Regions from separate parts of the Mus musculus genome. Here regions 1 and 2 are each linked to region 3. Evidence: chromatin contacts called from public HiChIP or PLAC-seq data. All regions are on one chromosome and are shown on one strand. Each heading gives the region's core, a stretch centred on a gene start, on an enhancer-like site or on the middle of the called end of the contact. The rest is flanking DNA. Distances are from core to core; before and after follow the strand shown. Region 1 overlaps Cachd1 (cache domain containing 1). Region 2 overlaps Cachd1 (cache domain containing 1). Region 3 overlaps Cachd1 (cache domain containing 1).

The links. HiChIP or PLAC-seq counts read pairs in DNA pulled down with a chosen protein or histone mark.
Region 1: an H3K27ac HiChIP or PLAC-seq map of stem cell-derived neural progenitor cells shows a contact between it and region 3, with 2.1 times the contacts expected there. The contact joins two enhancer-like sites. A contact is called at or near these places in 1 of 484 Hi-C or Micro-C datasets (embryonic stem cells), 4 of 115 datasets of contacts at active chromatin or transcription factors (embryonic stem cells and stem cell-derived neural progenitor cells) and 1 of 9 other capture datasets (adipose tissue).
Region 2: a contact with region 3 is called in an H3K27ac HiChIP or PLAC-seq map of oligodendrocyte precursor cells, with 5 times the contacts expected there. The contact joins two enhancer-like sites. A contact is called at or near these places in 10 of 39 promoter capture datasets (the 3T3-L1 cell line, frontonasal cranial neural crest, hippocampal neurons and 5 more), 8 of 484 Hi-C or Micro-C datasets (the C2C12 cell line, the MC3T3-E1 cell line, cortical glia and 5 more), 12 of 115 datasets of contacts at active chromatin or transcription factors (embryonic basal ganglia, embryonic forebrain, embryonic hindbrain and 7 more) and 1 of 9 other capture datasets (embryonic stem cells).

The regions. Positions count from the first base shown.
Region 1 is chr4:100,810,150-100,813,239 of GRCm38.p6, forward strand. All of the region lies in intron 1 of Cachd1 (cache domain containing 1), which reads left to right. Among named protein-coding and RNA genes, the nearest start is that of Cachd1, 35 kb to the left of the region's middle. Within about 2 kb of position 1,377, at least 33 of the 459 cell types and tissues checked have an H3K27ac peak or open chromatin away from gene starts, as enhancers often do. A contact at or near this core is called in stem cell-derived neural progenitor cells, where this site is marked.
Region 2 is chr4:100,791,963-100,795,087 of GRCm38.p6, forward strand. All of the region lies in intron 1 of Cachd1 (cache domain containing 1), which reads left to right. Among named protein-coding and RNA genes, the nearest start is that of Cachd1, 17 kb to the left of the region's middle. Within about 2 kb of position 1,464, at least 41 of the 459 cell types and tissues checked have an H3K27ac peak or open chromatin away from gene starts, as enhancers often do. A contact at or near this core is called in cortical glia and oligodendrocyte precursor cells, where this site is marked.
Region 3 is chr4:100,997,243-101,000,251 of GRCm38.p6, forward strand. All of the region lies in intron 26 of Cachd1 (cache domain containing 1), which reads left to right. Among named protein-coding and RNA genes, the nearest start is that of Raver2, 70 kb to the right of the region's middle. Within about 2 kb of position 1,274, at least 26 of the 459 cell types and tissues checked have an H3K27ac peak or open chromatin away from gene starts, as enhancers often do. A contact at or near this core is called in cortical glia, oligodendrocyte precursor cells and stem cell-derived neural progenitor cells, where this site is marked.

The DNA.
Region 1 (3,090 bases), core at 127-2,626, 190 kb before region 3:
GTTATTGAATTGTCTCTCTTGGGGAAAACCCAGTTTCACTGCTCATGGCCAGAGGCCTGGTGGCTGGGTGGTGGCTGATCTCTTGGATTTAAGTTAGTTTGGGTCCACTGTTTCTTTGAACGTGTGCGTGTGCGTGTGTGTGTGTGTGTTGATGCCTTTAGCAGTTAATTCCACATTTTAATTACTTTTTCATAAGAAAATAGTGTCTGATTAGTTCATATAAACTGCTTCAGTTTCTCTTGTTTTGTGCGTATAAAGAAAAGATCACTGCCTACCTACATCTTTTTTGTAAATTAAGGACAATTTCCTGGAAGATGTCTTTGAAGGATAGTGAGAAAACACTAAAGGAGGTTCCCAGCTAGAGAGCACCAGTCCCACCTTACTGTTAATAACAATAGAGCCATCCCCTTGCAGTGTTACTGTAGATTTTAAGGGGAGGATAGCATGTAAAACAGAAATTGTGAACAGGATTGACCCCAGAGTCAGTTGGCTGGGGATGGAGGTCAGTCTTGCCTAGCACACAGAGGCCCTGGATTCAGTACAGTTCAGGGGTGCCTAACTAGAGCAAATCCTCCTGTAACCTGAAAATGATTTTGTTTCCACATTTTTTTCCCCAAGCCCATATGTGGACCGGAGGTATGTTTGCTACATTAATAGATTAGCTCTCCATTGTCCTGCTTGGCGCTGTTTCTGTCTTTCACATATGATGGTGTACATTAGATCACTCGGTCATTATTACTGAATTCTAGGCAGGACTTTGTTTTCTAAACACATATTCCTTAGGCTTTAAGCTCTGAGTACCCATCTGCACCTATGTGCCTTTGTGGGTGTTTTGCTTGCTGAGAAATCGGTACAGCACAGCCTCTCTTCCAATTGTATTTTTTTTTCTTATGTTGACAGTAGTTCACGTTGAAAAGGAAAATGCCATTTCTCTCTTGTTAATGGCCAAATTGGAAGCAGAATTATACTAGGGGAGCTTGAGAATGTGTTGTAAGTGGAGGAGCATGAATCAAGAGAACCACAATTAAAACCACTTATCCCGTAGCCGTATTTCCCAAACACAATGACAGCCTTCAAGCTGATCATGGGATTACAGAAATTGAGTGGAATAAAACCTCATTCATTGCATCAGTCTGTGTTTTGCCATTTTGGGTGCACTGTTCTCTCTGCACTTCTTAGTATTGGTGGGAAAATTTGGTCAAAAAGAGTTCTCTCTCTCTCTCTCTCTCTCTCTCTCATTTAGTTGCATGATCTTCAGAAGCAAAGGCAAGTAGTCATTAATTTCCATCTGATAGGGCAGAACTTTTTCTGTGGCTAAACAATTGAAACAGGAAATGACCCAAGATACAGTTTCCATGACACCCTGTCGCTTGGATCCAGTTTTTCCTGAAGATGAAAGACCAAAGCCGCCTTTTGATACCAAGTAACTAATTGGACTGGCTGATAGTGGGAGGGTTTTTTTTTTTTTAATATAATGTGAAAAATAAAGGAGAAAAAACTAGAACAGCTGTGTTTTGGTATAGTTGTCTAATCCCCAGATAAAACACTCCAAGGACATTGGAATTGAATGGTGCCTTTGTGGGGGGGAGGGGCTTAGTTTCTAAAATCTGTCAAAGCACGGAATGTATTTATGTTAAAGAGCAAAAAGAAGAAAGGGGGAAATCAGAGCTTCGATACCAGGTGATAGCTTTTCAAGAATGATCTTTGTTTATGCAGAGTATGATGTCCTGTTTTAAGATTCTCTCTTGAAGGTGCTAAGAGATTGGCTAGGTTGTTGTCGTCTAGAGTGTTTGTTTATATTTCTGCTCCGAGCTGGCTGTGAGAGCTGGGGTTGCTGAGAGCTGGGGGAACTGAGCCTCTGTTCCTGTGTTTCCCTTTCTCTTGTAAATGAAGCGCTGGTTGTAGAGCTTCAAGCCCTACTACTCTTCCACTTCAGAAATTTCCCACCCACCCCAACCCCCTACTGAAATGCTGGCTCTACTGATCACAAAGGCATGCATATGAAAAGCTTCAAATACGTTTAAATGGAGAAAACATCTATTTTCCTTGAAAGGGAGGCAATGTCTTCTCCATGTCCACTGATGGCGTACCTAAGAACCATGTTTTCTTACATTGGAACCCTGAAGAAGACAGTCTTTGTTTGACCTAATGAATCTTCTGTGTCCTGGGGCTCAGTGGTGGGCTGCTTGCCTGGCTCGCACAGGCCATTGAGTTCAGCCACAACACTTTGAAAGAAATAACTAAAGAGACGTGTATTTTTTTCTAATTCCTCACTCCTCTTGTGAATGAGCCAGAACCCTGTCTCTGTCAGTTTTCCACCAGTTAGATTTATTTGGTGGATTCAATTCCCCCCCTCCCCCCAAGACAGGGTTTCTCTGTGTAGCCTTGGCTGTCCTGGAACTCACTTTGTAGACTAGACTGGCCTCGATCTCAGAAATCCGCCTGCCTCTGCCTCCCAAGTGCTAGGATTAAAGGATTGTTTCATAGCAAAGTACCTGCCTAGTTTCTTTTACTTTTGCCAATCAGAGGAGTAGAAGCAGATGTTCACACTGAAATCCTACTATATTTAGGTGGTAAGTGTAATACTAAAAATATAGACTGACTGAGGTGTAACTGTGGACCAATTACTTGGTTCTAATTTTCTCTTTTCTAGTTGTGCCTACCTTTGGGCTGACTGCAAATTGCATGAGATTTGGGGCCTCCTGACATTGTGTCTGCCCCATGGGTGACATGAATTAGATGTTTAAAGGGGTGGATGCTGACAGTGGGGTGCTGTACATGGATCCCAAGTTGGGTGGGTCGGAGATTCCTTCTTCTTATAGCAACATCTGGTTTTAAGTCACCATCTTCAACTGAGGAAGACATTCAAGTAGTGTTGTCAAAGCCATGGATATTACTGTTTGGATGTTTGACTCACTGAATAGCTTGGGCATTGTTGGGGCTCTGTAGTGGAAGAGTGAAGATTCCCTTCCTGTAGCTGTCCTAGCTACAGTGGCTCCTGGAGTCCTCTGGGTTGGCTGAGTAGCCTGGCTAGGTACCCAAGATTCATGTCTGTGAGCTAAACCTGAATCTTTATACTCTGTGACAGGT
Region 2 (3,125 bases), core at 214-2,713, 210 kb before region 3:
TATTAGACTATGAGTTTAACTTTTTTCGTGAAGTGATTGTGCTTTGGAATTGCTAAGGCATTTATGTTTTTAAAAATATTACCATAGATACAGTAACAACATAATAATTTTTGTAGATGAAATCATGTCTTCAAACATCGAGGCAGGTATTTTTTTTTTTTTTTTATAATTTGTGATTTGCAAGTTTCCACTTTTTGACCAGTCTCTCTTTTCCCATCTCTAGTTTCATATTTGGCTGTTTCAATGTCATGATTATATTGGAAGAGTTAAAAATAGAATTGTGACTTTAAAGTGTGAGTTTCAAACAGCCTGCAGTCATTTATTGAGCTCTCAAAACTAAATCACAACATGTATTCAAATGAAAATAAACGCAAGTGTAACAAATTATTTTTTGAGATACTTACAAGGTCATTCATATCTGTTTCAAACACTCAAGATTTATTTTACGAAAAATCTCATCCTGATGTAGTAAATTATTATCAAGGAGATAACCTGTGAGAACTATTCTTTACGTTTTCTCTCCTACCTCCAAATGTGTCCTCTATGTGAGGTAAGACAAATTGGGACCATGGTGAATTTCTTGTTTAATTTTGTTTTGGTGTTTTGGTCATAAGTTGTTGACGTGAAGGTATTGCATTGCTGTTTCCCAAGATAAACAGCACCGAGTGGACATTTGGGAGGTCTGCTGGGAAGACTGTTCCCTCTTCCTCTTAGCTCACCGGCTATGTTCTTAAACTCAGCCAAACGGTATGCCTTCTTCAGTGAGCTGAGATAGAACTTTCCTGGGTTATGTTAGGGGATTGGCTCCAGGACCTACAACCCAAGCCTGCTCAGAGTTAACTTAGTTAGCATTTGTAGATGATCCCCCTCCCCAGCCCTCCTGTAGACTTTAAGTCATCTCTAGATTACTAATCATGCACACTACAACGTTGTCTTACTATGCTGTTTAGGGAATAGGTATGAGAAAAAAATCTGTACATGTTCAATACAGATGAAAGTTTCTCCTGTATTTTCTATCCTCATGTGGTTAAGCTCAAAGATGTGGAACCTACAGAGAAGGCTAACCATGTCTTCCATTTTATTAGCATTTGATCTTTTTAAATGGACTCAGTCGTAACATTTAAAAATATAGATATCGTACTATTATTGTCACATGAGAATTCTCTAAAATGTTTTTCTCCACAAAGCATTCACATTTCCTTGCAAAATCTGAAACTCTCATTGTGAATCAAATTCATCAGGAGAAACTTAAGTAAACAATGACATAAGTAACGCTTCATGTATTTAATGTCCACTTCAAGTCATGCAGTCGTTGGGAATGCTGGAGTGGTTGATCAAATACAGCCTGCTTTCCACTTGGGCTGGGGCACACATTCTTCTGAAGTTAGTTGGTAAGCAGGCTGGGAACAGCAGGGAGCAAAGGTCAGTTCAGGGAAATTATTTGTATGCAAAGCTTAAGACTCTGGCTTCATGGATGCAAATGGGTCATGTGCCTTGGAGGACCAATTCTGAGGGATTAACTCTTTCCTGCTAGTCTGCTTCAAGTTGTATTTCTTCATTCTGACACCTTTAGCTGACTCTCAAGTGGCCTGTAAACAATTACTGCGCTCTCTTCTTCCTCTGTGTTTCTTAGAAACCAATAACTTGGTTTCTCATTTATTTTATAACTCTGCTGCCATTTTCTTGACTCTCTATTTTGCCCCCACCAGTGCCTTCCAGGAAGGCTAACCTGGTAGCTTTGTGGATGTGCTTTTGAAGGCCAGAATCCTGCAAAGCTAAAAGCTTTGTTCTAGGAATGCAGAGGGTTTCCCTGGTGAAGTGAGCCCAGTTTGTAGCACTCTGGCTTGCAAAACTCATTCTGAAGTCAACTTTCCAGAACATTCAGAAGAAACAAAAGCAGATCTTGTTCTCAGAACAACTCCCAAAAGCCAGGATAGAGGAACTTGGATTTTAATCAAATTTCTCTTACTGTCCCTTGGAACCTTAGGTTCTTTATTCTAAAAATTGGGCAAGCCCAGACATGGTGGCACATCTATAATTCTAGCACTCTGTAAGCTAAGGCAGGAGAATCAGGAGCTGTGATGCGGTTGTGGGTGGGACTGGAGAGATGGCTCAGCAGTTACGAGCAAATACTACTCTCTTAAAGGACCCAAGTTCTGTTCCTAGATCTCACAGTGGGCAGCTCATAACCACTGGTGACTCTACTGTCATCAGGAGGCCTCTGAGGGTACTTGCATTCTTGTGTGTGTGTGTGTGTGTGTGTATGTGTGTATATTAGAAATAGAAAAGGTTCCATAAGGCCAAGACTCTAGGGGAAAAAAAAAAGCAAGTTCATTTGAAAGGAAAGATTCTGACAACTGTGGGCCAGAGCAGGTATACTATACCTCAAGCTGACAGCAGAACTTAGTGTGATCCATGTGGCACCTCTTTATAGGCATGAAAGACATAAGAATGGGGGGGGGGGGAGCATAGAAACTTGCATAAAGGTTTCAGAGAGCCAGGAGTTATGTGTCAGGGTCAGAGTCTCTAGCTGGAGGCCCTGAGTGACCATTGTGTGGATCTATGAAGGTACAATCTAAGTTGTAATGGAGACCCCAGCAATCATAGACATACCAGGACCATGGGACATGCACTGAGGTCAGTTGCAGACATGAAAACTCCAGCATGTTGGATATGCCAGGACCATGGGACATGCATCAAGAACACTCGCAGGGATGATGACCCCGGCATGTTGAACATGCTAGGACCATGTACATGCATCACATGGGCTACACATAGTGAGACTCCATCTTAAAACTAAAGGGTAAAGGAACATAGCCAAAGATTTTTGGAGGGGTAAATGAGATAGTTTAGGAGAACACCCAACATAATGCTAGAAGTCTGAGGAAGTGCAAGCATCATTTTCCCGTGCGAGCATATGTGCTAGATTTTCAGGAATTCAGTGCTTGGCCCCAAATGCAATGTTCTGCACCTTGCTTGCTGGTCTTAAGGGACTGGAAGTATCCTGGGTGTGCTGCTAAGAAACAAGCAGGAGGCCACCTTGGTATTGAGGGACTGGGGAAGGGAGGGTAATAACCCAGGCAGCTTCTGGTGCCTTCTGTTTCATACTAAGTTCTAGCTGGCTG
Region 3 (3,009 bases), core at 24-2,523:
ATCTACTCCTCAGCAAGTTCCAGGCCAGCCAGGGCTACACAGGGACACTCTGTCTCGAAAATAAATACATACATAAATAACAGGAATAAAATTTCTACCTGGTAAAGTCCTTGAAGATTAAAGGGCATGGGACGGTGGGAGCAGGGGGGGGGGGGTTGCACCTGTGCTCTCTCCTCCCTGCTAATACTCTAGGGGAACCCAGAAATGACGCGCAGATGTGTTCATAGATCCATACATGGGGGAAGGAGAGAGACTCCTGGAGTGAACAAAGGAGAAAGGGAAAGTAGTTCATGATCCAAGGAAGGGCTGGAGCTCAGGAGAAAGCAGTGCCAGGCTTCTACGTTATGCTGAGTGTGCGTGCGTGCATGTGTGTGTGTGTGCACACACGCATGCGTATGCTAGAGTGCTAAACACCTAGGCCCCTGGTAAGCTGCATAGTGATGATGTTCCTAGAATGAAAATTTCGATTGCTTGGAAACTTGTTAGAGATAGTTCGTGAGGACATGTTTTAAAGCATAAGGTTTTATACCTTTGGTGCTGGGAATGAAAACTAGGATCTGGTGCATGCTAGGCAAATACTCTTGTGTTGCGAATACCCCAACCCCACTTTCATCAATATCCCAAGACAACTTAAAAGTGTTTGTTCTTGTCGGCAGCATATGAGCCTTTCAAGTTGAGCTACTTACTAAACAGCTTTGTAACCGTGTGTCTGTCTGCTTTGTCTCATATTTCTCTTGAAAACAGCAAGTTCTGTCTGGTATCTGCTGGATTATTTTTAAGTTGAAAAAAGCAGCCAGCATGTGTTTATTTGCCCCTTGTGAGTTTATATTGCTGTTACTTCCTCATTAGAAACTTCACAGCCGAGTTTAGACAGATAATTTTTCCTTGAGTGTGTATGCGCGTGCATGTGTGTATGTGTGTGTGTGTGCAATCGCTAGGCAACCTTTTCTTTTTGAAAATGGGATTTCTCCCTCATCCTTGAATGATGAACAAAAACCTAGTCAAAAGCAGACATATTTTGGAACTATTCTCCTGAAGTTACTGCCTGTGGCCACTAGATGGCGAGTGAGTCCCTGAAGGAACCTTGGGTTTTCCCAAGTAACAGTGTCTCAGGAAGTGGAACATAAACACATAAGCAGAATGCTAAACTACAGAAGCCAAGTTTGGTCTTCTATTCCTCATGGGTGCCTGGCCTCATTCCTAAAGTGTGGATCTTACTTGAGGCTATCTCCATAGATGCTTTTCTACATATGCCTTTGCAATTGCTGCCAGAGGTCCTTTGTGTTCAGATAACATTTTTTTCCGTGATCCCTCGCAGTTCTCAGTACACAGCACAACTGCCTGGCATCGAGTAAATGGTTATTTGTTGGATGAGAAAATGTGTCTGTGGGCTGAGGAGAAGGCTCTGTAGTTTGCAAAGCGCTTGCTGCACAAGGAGTGAGGACCTGAGTTTCCACAGAACCCACACAGAGCCAGGCACAAAAGCCCCATCTATAAGCCCAGAGTTCTTTCCCATCGTGAAATGGGAGGTGGAGATGGGAGAATCCCCAGGAGCCTGTGGGAGGGCTAGACTGGTGTATACAGCAGCAAATGAGACCCTGCCTCTAGCAAAGGAGGAGGTAAGGACCAACACTAGAGATTGTCCTTCGACCTCCACACGTGCACACCCATACTCACACGACTACCACATACACCCACAAAAGCAGGCTTAAAGAGAAAGAAAAGGGCATGCATTGTTTTACCTGCTGCTCTGCCACTGGCTGTGCCCTGGGGATTCCCATTCATGTAATTAAATACTCGGAAAGTGTGGAGTGAATGAGTCATGTCGGTGCACACTTCTCATCACTTGCAGATGCTGGGAGAAGCCACCTCAGAGAGGGAAACGTATTTTTGGCTCACAGTTTAACGGGTCTCAGTCTATGCTTAGCTAGCCATGCATGCTATTTCTGGGCCCCGGCCAAGCAAACAGTGATGGCCTCATGGTGGGTGAGGTATATCTTTCCAGGGCGAGCCTCCAGGTGCATACTTCCTCTAACTGGACCCCACCACCTACTTCCGACCTGCTCCCACTAATGCTGCATGGTTTGAATGTATCAAGGGATCAGTCCACAGATGAGGTTGGAGCCATCTTGGTTGAGCCCCTTCCCAAAGCACAATAAACAATATCCAAGCCCCCAACACAACAGCCTCTGGGGAAATCTCAAATCCAAACACAATGAGGCAAATAGTTATAGAAAATCTCTGGACTAAAAACTATTGAATAGGAAAAAAAATGGATTTCCAAATCTTCCTAATTATATGAGACTAGTGTTTGGCATGCTAGGGAAAGCGACGGGGAAGAGAAGACACATTGATGTCATGACTTGGGGAGTTATAGTGTGCGAAGGCTTGCTTGTTTTTTAGAGTTTGGGGGACTGATCCTAAAGCCTTGTATATGCCAAGCAAGTGGTTTCCCACTGAGGTATCTTCCTGGCCCTTTTTAACTTTATTTTGAGACAGAATCTAAGTTGCTCAAGTTGGCCTTGAAGTTGCTCTGTAGCCCAGACCAGCCTTGAGCCTGTATCTTCCTGCCTCAGTTTCTAAGATGCCTTTAACAGATCTGTACCTGCGGACCTGGCTGGTTTTGCTGTGAACTATCTCCTTTGTGTGAGGCACTGTGTTCCATGCTAGGAGTGCAGAGGCAGCAAATAAGAAATATTGGCTAGCCAGGCAAAGCAGTGACCATCTTTAACCCCAGCACATGAAGCACAGCAGGAGGATTTTGGGCTATTTAGTGAGTTCCAGGCTAGCCTGGGTTATGTAGCAAGACCATATCTCCAAAAATAATAAACCAAAACAATGGGGCAATCTGTCAACAAAGAACCTGTTTTCAGTATAATATGGTAGTCACAGAATGCCATGCAGAGAGACAAAGGAACACCAAACCCAGGTGGCTCGCAAGACCTGAGGCAGGTCGGGGGGTGGGCATGGAAGACTTAGTGGAGAAGACCTAAGGCACAGAGAAGCATG